Linked DNA regions of Sus scrofa: region 1 is linked to region 2. The links are chromatin contacts, called in public Hi-C maps. All regions are on one chromosome and are shown on one strand. Each heading gives the region's core, a stretch centred on a gene start, on an enhancer-like site or on the middle of the called end of the contact. The rest is flanking DNA. Distances are from core to core; before and after follow the strand shown. Region 1 has its middle 200 kb from the start of SETD4. Region 2 has its middle 300 kb from the start of RUNX1.

Region 1 (5,346 bases), core at 2,173-4,672, 460 kb after region 2:
GTGTGTCTATAAAAAGAAGAAAAAAGAAAGAAGAAAAAAGAGTTGACAAAAGAGCACCAAACTAACATCCACTGACATCCCCAGTGGATGGGACACATCCACTGAACTTCTGAAAAGAACCCCTCACCAAGCTCTCTTTTTGCGACTGCCACAAAGGTACCTTAAGTGGACACTCTCGGGTGAGCTGACACCACATTTAACAGAAGCCTGAGAAATAAAGCCACTCAATCAGCTCAAATAGGTATGGCGGCCAATAAATGATCTGCCAGGAATGCTCCCTTCTGGAACTCAGTAAAAGAATAAATGCCTAGAATGTTCTGCATCTTCAATTATGTAACCAAAGTCAAATAACCTCACAGGCTTGCTGACCACCTTTCGAGAAAGAAACACCCAGTAGTACAACCGGTAAAACTGATCCCGGCTCAAAGGATACGCAAGGGAGAGAGGAAAGCGGGCAGGGTCTCGGCGCCTTCCACTCTTAATTACAGGAGAGAGTGGTTCATTCATGGCTTCCCGCCCAGAGGCTTCTATCTCCCCAGCCCCCTCTGCCCGCCTGCCACCCCCCAGGGGAGGTTGTGTCCTTCTTTTCTTTCTTGGGTCAGGTTTCAGGCTGACACGTGGTAATTGATTCCGTTTCTGGTTAGACGGGTGTTAAGTGGGAGGGATGAAGTTTCCGTGAAAACAAATAGCACTTCATGGGTCTGACCTTTCCTCGTTGGGGCTTTTGTTGTGGTCGGCTCTGGGATGTGCAGTTCAAAACCTGCATGAGCCCGTTGTGTCTGTGTCTGCAGCTCCCCCGATTCACCTTCATCAGCTCCCAATGTGCAGAGGACAGCTAGATTGTCTCAGTGTCGCTTCTGGCTTGATGACAGCCCAGCAGCAGGTGGAGGCTCCAATTCACCCCCGAGAATTGGTGTCTGAGAGATAGAGATGGCCAAGTGTGGCCTAAGCCTTCTAGGATAGCATGTCTCCATGGAAAAGACTTAACATTCCGGAGACAATGAGAAGAGAGCTTCTAATGATGGTACCCCCAGTCCAAGGGCTGCCTCCAATCTGTGGCACGATTTCAGCATTCGCTCCAACCACCAGAAAAAGGGATCAGCGCTGCCATGTGAGGCTCGAAGGGAGCCCAATACAACAAATAGTGGGGAGTGATTGGCATGGCCACCCTCTGCATTTTTCGGATCCCCTTCGGGACTGAAAGGTGCATTTCTGCAGAGCTGGGAGGACTGTCCTTGCTCTGCAGATGCTGCCCTGGGCTGATGAGAACCACCTTGCATGAGATCACACCCTTTTCCTGCAAAACCTGAAGTCTAATGACTGGCTGACAAGTCAGGAGCATGGCAGCCTGACCTCCTGCTCCAACTCAGCAGGATTCTGAAAACGATGCCAGCTTCCATGGGATAAGAGCCACATTGTTCAATTTCTCCTCTGGCCCCTGCTGCTTCCTCCCTGGTTGGATCACCAGAGTGCCCCTAACCAACGTCCACCATGCTGATGTGCCCCTCACCGTCTGCTTCAGGAACCCACCCTGATGCCAGAAGTGGTTCCAGAAAGCAAGGCTAATTAATATAATTTCAGAACTGGACCACCCACTGCCCAGCTAGCAGTGAATCTCTATCACGCAGCTCGAGGTTCAAAGCAGCAGAGAACTGGGGCAGGAAATGCATGGCCCGTGCATTTCCACTGGCTGTTTGAGAAATACAAACAGGAAAGAGCCATTCTGAAGAGGTAAGATTGGATGGCTGTTGTCCAGGTCTCTTGATGTTTGGGAGGGTGACAGCAAAAGCCTGAGGATGTTAACCATCAATGAAATGCTAAGTGTGAAAGGCAGAAGTCCTCCTTGCCAGCTCCTAAAGAGACTCAGCCCTCGTATTCAAATTGCAGAGAAAGCTAAGGATCAGGCACAGGACTTATTCATGAAAATAGCAGGGTTCCACGGGATCTCAACCAAACCTGGCAGCTCTGCTTGGACAAAGCTCAGAGCTCCTGGTGGGAAAGAATCATGCCCCCAGTCCCCAAGTGTTTAGGAACAGATAAACTGATGGTTGCCAAGGCTTACACAAATAAGAGCTATCACAGTGAGGAAGCTCAAGGGGGAAGTTTCTAAACTGTCTCCTACCCCAGCCAAGAGAGTAAATCAAAAACGATATCGTATCCTTGGATGGGTTAGAGGGGGAGGTTTGGATTTTGAAGCTTAGAACTACCCTTAAGTACCTACAGGATGCAGAGTGTGGCTGTTATCATATCACCATTGAATTAATCAGTCTGGGCCCTGCAGAACTCACATCGGTCCTGGAGGGTGACAGACTCCTACAGACTTAAACAAGCAGCAGCCACAGCTGGCACTGAAGCTTCCTTACCAGATAGTCTATTTTTTCTTAAACACAGGCTCAGGTACATGGTGTGCAGCCTTTGATCTGGGAACTCTGTCCTTTCATCCCTATCAAAAAGAAGGATCAGAAACAGTTCACATTTGCTCAGAACAGACAACGGTATTCATTTGCAGTGTTGACCCAGGGCTATGCTAACTCTCTTCTCTCTGTCATAATATAGTCTGAGGAGCCCTGGACAAGCTGGGCATTTGCAGGATATCAGGCTGGGGGTGACATCATGTAAATCAGACCTGATGAGCAAGAAGTGTCAAGGATACTCAAAGCCTTCACAAGTCAGACTCATGCCATAAATAAAATGGGAACTAACCATCACAGGCCACATCAGCAAACTTTTTAAAGGTCTAGGGTCTAGGCATTTCAGGATATCTCAGCCAAAGTAAATAACAAATTATTATCTCACCCCTTCTTAAAAAAAAAAAAAGTAAAACTGCAGCACAATAGCCTTTAGGTTTCAGGGACACTAGTTTCACAGTTGGGAATATTGCTCGTATCCATATAACAAGGGATAGAATGGCCATCAAAACAGGGAAATCTCTGCAAAAGTCCTGCCACAGCATAAATGGCCCTATGGCCTAAGCTTCATGGCCCAGCAGACCCTCTGGCATTAGTAGTACTAGTGATGGAAAAGAAACACAGTGTGGAGTTTTTGGCAATCCAAATTGGGAAAATCACAACTCCGAAACTTAAGAGTTCTGGAGCAAACATGTCCACTACATCTAATAACAATATAGCTTTAGAATAAAGAGCACCCCGCATGCTGCTGTCCCCAACCAGGGGACACGAGGTAATCAACCATCCATGATGAGCTGGGTTCCGTCACACCCAGGAAGCCACATACCCAACAGCCATCTATTGTAAGATGAAAGTGGTGCATCCAGATCAGGGCATAAACAAGTTATCCCAGCAGGTACCCCAGATCTCCATGGTATTCACCATTGCTGCATCAGTGCCTCCCCTTAGCTCATACCCATGGCCACATGGGAGGTCCGTTATGACCAGCTGATGGAGCAGGGGAAAGCCCAAGCTTGATTTATCCATGAGTCAGCTGAATACCAAAGGCACAAGCCAAACAAACAGTGGCTGCTGTTCAGCCTCACTTGGAGGGGGCGGCCTTAAAAGATAGTGGTTGGAGGAAACCATCCCAAAGTCAGCACTTTGGATGGCGCGTACTCCATGTTAAAAGGGAACTGGGACTTGGAAATGGCCAGTGTACAGATAACATGAGGTCCTTACACCATGACTGGACTTGGATAGACAGCAACATCTCTGGGTAGTTTATGTCACTGTCTCCAAAATCTAGACAAGCATCAGAACCACCTGTTGAAAAGTTTTAAAGACTGTAAGTCCCTAACCCCCATCTCAAAATTACTGAAATAAATGCCCCAGAGAAGGAGCTCATACGTCTATATTTTATGAAAGATCCTTAAGTGATTCTGCTATTGCTAGTCCTTGAACTGGTATTTGGAAAACATTTGTTTAAGTGATCAGCAATGCCACAAAGAAGAAAAAAAAAATATTAGCAAATACTGCAAACACACAACTAGTCCTATTGTGGTAATCATTTTGCAACATATATGTGTATCAAATCATCGTGTTGTACAGCTTAAACTTAGAGTGTTATATGTCAATTATATCTCATAAAGCTGGGGGGGGAGAAAAATATATAAATTTTTAAAATCAAGCACATGTAAGACTATGCGCTTTAATATATGTCACCCTCTGGGGTATGTGTTATTACTAACCCATCTGGTAGGTGAGAACACTGAAGTGACCTGACCTACTCAGGGTCATTTAGATGCAAATGATGGAGACAGTATTTGAACTTAGCCTGACTCTGGGGTCCCTGTGCTTAATCATGATGTCTAGTGGAAAATTCACTCAAGAAAAGTGAAGGGGCAAGAAAAATCTGTAATCCCCAAGCCTGTACAGTTGTAAGGCTAATTCTGTATTTACCTTCAATGAAGACAAATTGTTTTTCCAAATAGTTTAACTTCAGTATCCCTTTACAATAGCATGTGAGCGCCATCTAGTGGCTATAGATAAGGCCGCTTGATGAGTCATTGCTCTGAGTTAAGCAAGATCCGCTGACAACAGAAAAATTGTTGTTAAAATTGAGTAGAATCAGGTTTCCAATTCCAAAATGAATGAATTCCAGTTCCAGAAGGATGAATTCTTTGACTTCATCAAAAGTTTTTAAAATATGGCAAGGATATCAAAATGAGGGAAAAGAATCAAAATGAGTGAAATCAATAACAGCCACAGAGGATTCCCACTGTGGCTCAGGAGAAATGAACCCTACTATAATCCATAAGGATGCAGGTTCAATCCCTGGTATCACTCAGTAGGTTAAGGATGTGGCGTTGCCGTGAACTGTGGTGTAGTTCGCAGATGTGTTGCTAGTGTGGCTGTGGCTGTGGTGTAGGCCGGCAGCTGCAGCTCCGCTTGACCCCTAGCCTGGGAACTTCCATATGCCATGGGTGCAGTCCTAAAAATAAATAAATAAATAAATAAATAAATAACATCCATAGAAATGATGTCAGACAAGATTTTGTTGGGGTTTTTTTTAATGAAAAACAATAGTAATAAAACAGAGAAGAGGAAAAATCCATATGTCAAATCATTTTTAAGTTTACATCCTTGTAATGAATTTACTACATGCATACATGAAAAATTTTTCATAACTAACAATTTTTCCATGACTTCTCTTTGTTCAGCAAAATTTCCTGTCCAGGTACTAAGATAGCATCTGCTCCCACCTCTACTGCACGAGACCCCATGTCTACCCAACAGGATGATAAGTGCTAGAAGTTTAGAAACCCGTGACCTCTCCCTGATGTCCATGAGATTCATTTTCCCTCAAGATCTATTGAACCCATTCAGGCAGGGGCAAGGCAGGGCAGAACTGAATTCACACAATAGGAGCCAGTTTACTGTGAAAAGCAGGTCCAGA
Region 2 (5,871 bases), core at 96-2,595:
TGTCATTTCCTAATGCTGAAATTTGTCTTTTAAAGCAAAACAGAAGGAGAAGAGGTGCAAACTGGAGTTAATTATCACATCAAACAAATGTGTCTGATATAAACAACTTATACAACCCAACAGCAAAAAAACCAATCAATGGAAAAATGGGCAAAAGACCTGAATAGACATTTCTCCAAAGAAGATATACAGATGGCCAACAAACACATGAAAAAGTGCTCAACATCGCTGATTATAAGAGAAATGCAAATCAAAACCACCATGAGATACCACCTCACACCAGTCAGAATGGCCATCATTAATAAATCCACAAATAACAAGTGCTGGAGGGGCTGTGGAGAAAAGGGAACCCTCCTGCACTGTTGGTGGGAATGTAAACTGGTACAGCCACTATGGAGAACAGTTTGGAGATACCTTAGAAATCTATACATAGAACTTCCATATGACCCCGCAATCCCACTCTTGGGCATCTATCCGGACAAAACTCTACTTAAAAGAGACATGTGCACCCGCATGTTCATTGCAGCCCTATTCACAATAGCCAAGACATGGAAACAACCCAAATGTCCATCGACAGATGATTGGATTCGGAAGATGTGGTATATATACACAGTGGAATACTACTCAGCCATAAAAAGAATGACATAATGCCATTTGCAGCAACATGGATGGAACTAGAGAATCTCATCCTGAGTGAAATGAGCCAGAAGGACAAAGACAAATACCATATGATATCACTTATAACTGGAATCTAATATCCAGCACAAATGAACATCTCCTCAGAAAAGAAAATCATGGACTTGGAGAAGAGACTTGTGGCTGCCTGATGGGAGGGGGGGAGGGAGTGGGAGGGATTGGGAGCTTGGGCTTATCAGACACAACTTAGAATAGATTTACAAGGAGATCCTGCTGAATAGCATTGAGAACTATGTCTAGATACTCATGTTGCAACAGAACAAAGGGTGGGGAAATAATGTAATTGTAATGTATACATGTAAGGATAACCTGACCCCATTGCTGTACAGTGGGAAAAGTAAAAAAGAAAAAAAAATGTGTCTGGTGCTAAATATATACAACGTATTCAACCAGATGACTGCAAGAAGTAGCCATCATTACCCACATTTTACGGAAATGAGGACCAAGCAGAGTCGCATAAAAGGAAGCTGAACCTAAAAGCATACCTCAATCCAAAGTATACCTTTCTAGAAAAGAATGAACTGGGTCTTTCTTTCCCAAAGAGGCCGAATCTCTCTTTCATTTTTTAATGACCTTCTTCAATCTGAGCTATAGTATGTCTGGATGTTAATTGTCTAGTAGTCTAGACAGTGATGATATTATAACCAAGTTATGCACAGATAATCACTGTGTCACTGTTTCCAATGCTGCCTACACATATTGCTTCACTGAACACACTTGGCATGTGGATTATTCTCTTGATATTTATTTTCACCGTTTAAGTAGAGAATGCTTACTTAATCAAACCATCCGGTGGACCAAGAATTTTTTTTATATAAATCAAATGAAACATGAGCGTCTTGAAACTAAAAGAAAAATAATGTTCATGTGCCTCACATTTTTCTGGGAATGCTGGAGCAATCCACCTATACTTTTCTTGCTTCATTCACCAGAGAGAGGTCTTACACAGGTTCTTCAAATATTTTCATGACAAATCATTCCTTTCCAGATAGGTGACTTACCCAAAGCCATTCTCATTAAAAAAAAAAAAAAAAAAAAAAAAAAAAAAAAAAAAAAAAGAAATTTTCTGGAGATATCTTTTACTTACTCAGAATTAGGCTTTATAATCTATTTTAATGCGCCTACATAGCCTGCCTGGTCCAGTGCACAAGTGCTAGGAAAATGGACAACAATTTGGCTCTTACATGGACGGAAAATAAAACAATGTGTCTTTAAAAAAACATCGTCTTAATGAAGAATAAGGGTCATGATGTCATGGCATCACTTAAACCAACCTGAAGGAGGAAGATTTTGAAATCAATACAGAAATGAAAAACAATATGGTTTGGAAAGTGGGAGGATGTTCCAGACACAGTGGATAACAAGGTTTATTTTTGGCATGGAAAGAGAAAATGATCAAAGGGACCTGGATGAAATTTGTTCGGCCAAGGAAAAGGCATAGACCGGGGGTAACAGGCAGACACGCGGGCTTGGCAGGGGGGCGGTGCTGATACAAAATGATGTGGGGACAGTGCAAAGGCTCTGCTGACTGTTTCACATGCTATTTCCACCAGCATAATCACCCCCCGCGTCAGTGTTCTACCTCAAGAAGACCCCTTACGTGAAAATCTAGGGCTGAATGGGGTAAAATGGAAAATTCCTCCACCCCTGTGATAGCAGCCTGCTTGCTCTCTCACACAAAATGCAAACAAGGCATTTAAGAAAAATTTAAAATTCATCTGTGCCAGACTGAGCTTCGGCCTCTGGCAGGAAATGTGGGTAGACCCATGGGGGAGGGTTGTGAAGTGGGGTGCAATGGCCAGCCAGAGGGCAGGAAGAAGGTTCTCTAGCCTACTGAAAGGAGCAGGGGCCACTCACCGATGATGTCCGTTTTGCTTCTTAATTCTGAGTAAATCCAGCTTTTGCCAAATGTACTGGTTAAATTGTGACCCCCCCCATAAAATATATGTTCACACAGAACTTGTGAATGTGACTTTATTTGGGTAAAGGGACGTCTCAGATATAATTAAGTTTTCAACAGAAGAGCATCCTGGATTTATGGGAAGCAAATCCAATGGCAGGTGTCCTTATAAGAGAAAGGCAGAGAGAGATTTGAGACCCAGAGACACAGGGCCATGTGAAGAGAGAGGAAAAGATTGGAGCCTACAAGCCAAAGAGCAGTGCACATGCATACACGCACATACACACACACACATACAAGCACACATCCATGCATGCACGCATATACACACGTGCACGGTGCACGCATTTTGTTTATCCACTCATCTCCTGATGAATACTTGGGTTGCTTCCACCTTTCAGCTACTGTGAAGAGTCAAGGAACAGAATCTCCACAAGAAACCAACTGTGCTGGTGCCTTGATTTCATACTTCTGGCCTCCAGAACCAATAAGAAAATAACTTTCTGTTGTTTTAAGCCACCAAGTTTATAGTACTTTGTTACAATCACCCCAGCAAACTAACACACCAAACCAGAAACGGGATCATGCTTATTTCCTTGTCCCCCCCACCCCGGGCCACCCCATCCACAAACTACTTGAATTTTGGTAAAATACATATAATATAAAATTTACATCTTAGCCATTTTAAAGGCATAATCCAATGGCATTTACTACATTCCCAGTGCTGGTGTAGCCATCACCACCACCCAGCTCCAGAACGTTTCATCTCCCTAAACAGAAATTCTTTAGGCTTAACACTAACTTCCCCTTACCTTCTCCCCCGGTTCCTGATAATCATCATTCTACTTCCTGTTAGGATGAATGCGACTATGCTAGGTACCACATCAAAGTGAAATCACACAGTATTTGTCCTTTTTTGGTCTGGCTTCTTTCACTTAGCATAATATCCTCAAGGTCCAATCTTGTTGTCGCACGGATCAGTACTTTACTCCTTTCTACATAAGTAATTATAATTTATTACATATACATGTAATGGATATATATATATATATGCACACAGACATATATTCAGTTCACATTTTGCACATCCATCATCTGCTGCTGAACACTTGGGCTGCCTCTGCTTTGGGCTACTGTGATAATGCTGTTATAAACATGGAAGAACAGGTATCTTCTCATCGTCAAAATCTTTTACTTCTCCATAGTCACCTCTCTTGAACTCCTTCATCTCTTCTTCTAGTGGGTCTCATCCCTAGACCAGGCTCCTTCTTCCTCAGTCATGCCCTTTTCAGGATAGTTTTTGGGAGTGAACACTGCAGGGTTTCTAGAGAGATATTTAAGTGAGATTTAGGGGGAGAACTCAATGCCTAGTGGAGGTACAGGGTGCTGGGCAGTAATCAATGGCTAGGAGACTTGGTTAGTGCTGTATTTGCAGAGCATTGATGATGATGTATTAGCATAGCAAGCGCAATGTTTTCAGTTATAGAAGTTACAGACCAATACCAATGGTTAAGTTTGTTAGAAAGGGCTACTCTTCACATAGTATTTATACAAGCTCAAGTCAAGGAATATTATCCCTGCCTTTCTTTGCGGTGACTCAGAGATGTTATGGAGGCTTAAACCGGGTGCTTCCTCTCCATTCTTGATGCTTATTCTAAGTTAACGGTAACCATAAAATTTACCATCCAGTAAAGTCAGACGTTTTGAGAGTAAAAGAGGAGATATGAGAACTTGCGCCAAAGACAACTGGCCACAACTGGGGTTCATCTAGGCAAAGGGATGTGTGGGCACCCTGCTGAGAATCACCTCCTCACTATTCCCTCCAGCCACTCCTTCTGCCTTCAGGACCTACAGCACCCTGGTTACACCCAACCAGGAGCCCATATAGAATATGATACCTTCAAATGCATATTTTGTGACATAGAATCCCAAGCCTCCCAAGAACATGGGATATATGCTGTGCTGGAGCCAAGGACAGGCATATATACATATTCACTCTGCTTAACCATTCTTCCTACTTGGCTTTTTTCCCCCAGAAAATAAGAGATAGCTCATGTCAGCCATTATAACTCCAAAAAAAATAAAAGAAATATATATTATTTGCTATACCACTTGCAGAGGGTCAAAATTTTGTTCTATTAGCCTATTTATGCCCTCCTACTTGTGGAGTTTTTCTTTGGAGGAAAAATAGTGTTTTGCTGGCCTGAAGAGCAAGCTCACGCAAATAGCACAAGTATTCTGGTCTAGGAATAGCAAGAGCTTACCTCTAAAGGGGGAAAATTCTAGCTTCTATTTATTTATACTGCTTTTTTTCCCCTCAACAATTGCTGCTCTCTATAATTTCAATGTCTGTAAAAATAGCAGTTATGTAAACATTAATGCATAAAAAAACTATCGTTTTGATGTAGCCTGCAAATCCTAGAAGCTAAACATTAAGGAATCATTAGATTTTTTTTTCCCTTTAAACAAGAGAAACAGGTTCACAATCTTTTTATCCCTAAAACGTACCCTTCAAAGCTTTTCAAGTTAAAATTGTTAAGCAAACCTGAATTATCATTCGTACTGCAGTTTAGTAAATGTTCATTTTCCTTTTGCCTCAGATCTAATGAATCTGTCTTTACCCATGACAAATTTGTATATTTTATTTCTGTATTTGCTAATTTTCCAGTGTCAGTCATTGAGTCTTTCTTTTCCTTTAAACATGAATGTTCCTTTTATAACCATTATATAATAAGTGCATGCATCCAAGGCTTAGAAAAAAATAGTATAAAATAAATCCAGTGATCTCTTTGACTTTCATTCATAAATATGTGACAACAGTGGGGAGGGTGAAGTTCTGCATTATTTTTATGAGTAAAAGTTCCTTCCCAGAAAAGCTCATGGAATTGTGATAAGATTGATGTAATTCTAGATGGTGTCAGACCAACAGAAAAAAAAAAGACAAAGAGGGAAAGGCAGTGGTAGAGAAATTTATGAAAGCCCGAGCATAGGTGAGCTCTTTACCTGTGGGTATCAGGACCCCCAGGCTACAGCAGAGATCTCTCACTGTATCTGCCTACACCCTGGCCTTCCATTAGAGTAAGCTTTCTCCTTTGAAATCTGTGGGCTTACCTAAAGCTACAAATTCTTAGAATGGAACCCTCTAAAAATTTCAGAAGTCCTCAGCTCCCACTGCCCAATAGTCCCAATACATTTAAGGAATCTTTACTTTCTGTCTGATAGACCCTTGAACACATTGACTGAGCCCATGGTCCCTGGTAGCTATAACAATGGTC

What was found. A called contact is a pair of places that touch in the nucleus more often than the background predicts.
Region 1: a Hi-C map of embryonic fibroblasts shows a contact between it and region 2, with 3 times the contacts expected there. The contact joins two enhancer-like sites. A contact is called at or near these places in 1 of 47 Hi-C or Micro-C datasets (embryonic fibroblasts) and 1 of 2 datasets of contacts at active chromatin or transcription factors (alveolar macrophages).

The regions. Positions count from the first base shown.
Region 1 is chr13:199,387,154-199,392,499 of Sscrofa11.1, forward strand. No RefSeq gene overlaps it. Among named protein-coding and RNA genes, the nearest start is that of SETD4, 200 kb to the right of the region's middle. Within about 2 kb of position 3,423, at least 5 of the 83 cell types and tissues checked have an H3K27ac peak or open chromatin away from gene starts, as enhancers often do. A contact at or near this core is called in embryonic fibroblasts, where this site is marked.
Region 2 is chr13:198,930,071-198,935,941 of Sscrofa11.1, forward strand. No RefSeq gene overlaps it. Among named protein-coding and RNA genes, the nearest start is that of RUNX1, 300 kb to the left of the region's middle. Within about 2 kb of position 1,346, at least 1 of the 83 cell types and tissues checked has an H3K27ac peak or open chromatin away from gene starts, as enhancers often do. A contact at or near this core is called in embryonic fibroblasts, where this site is marked.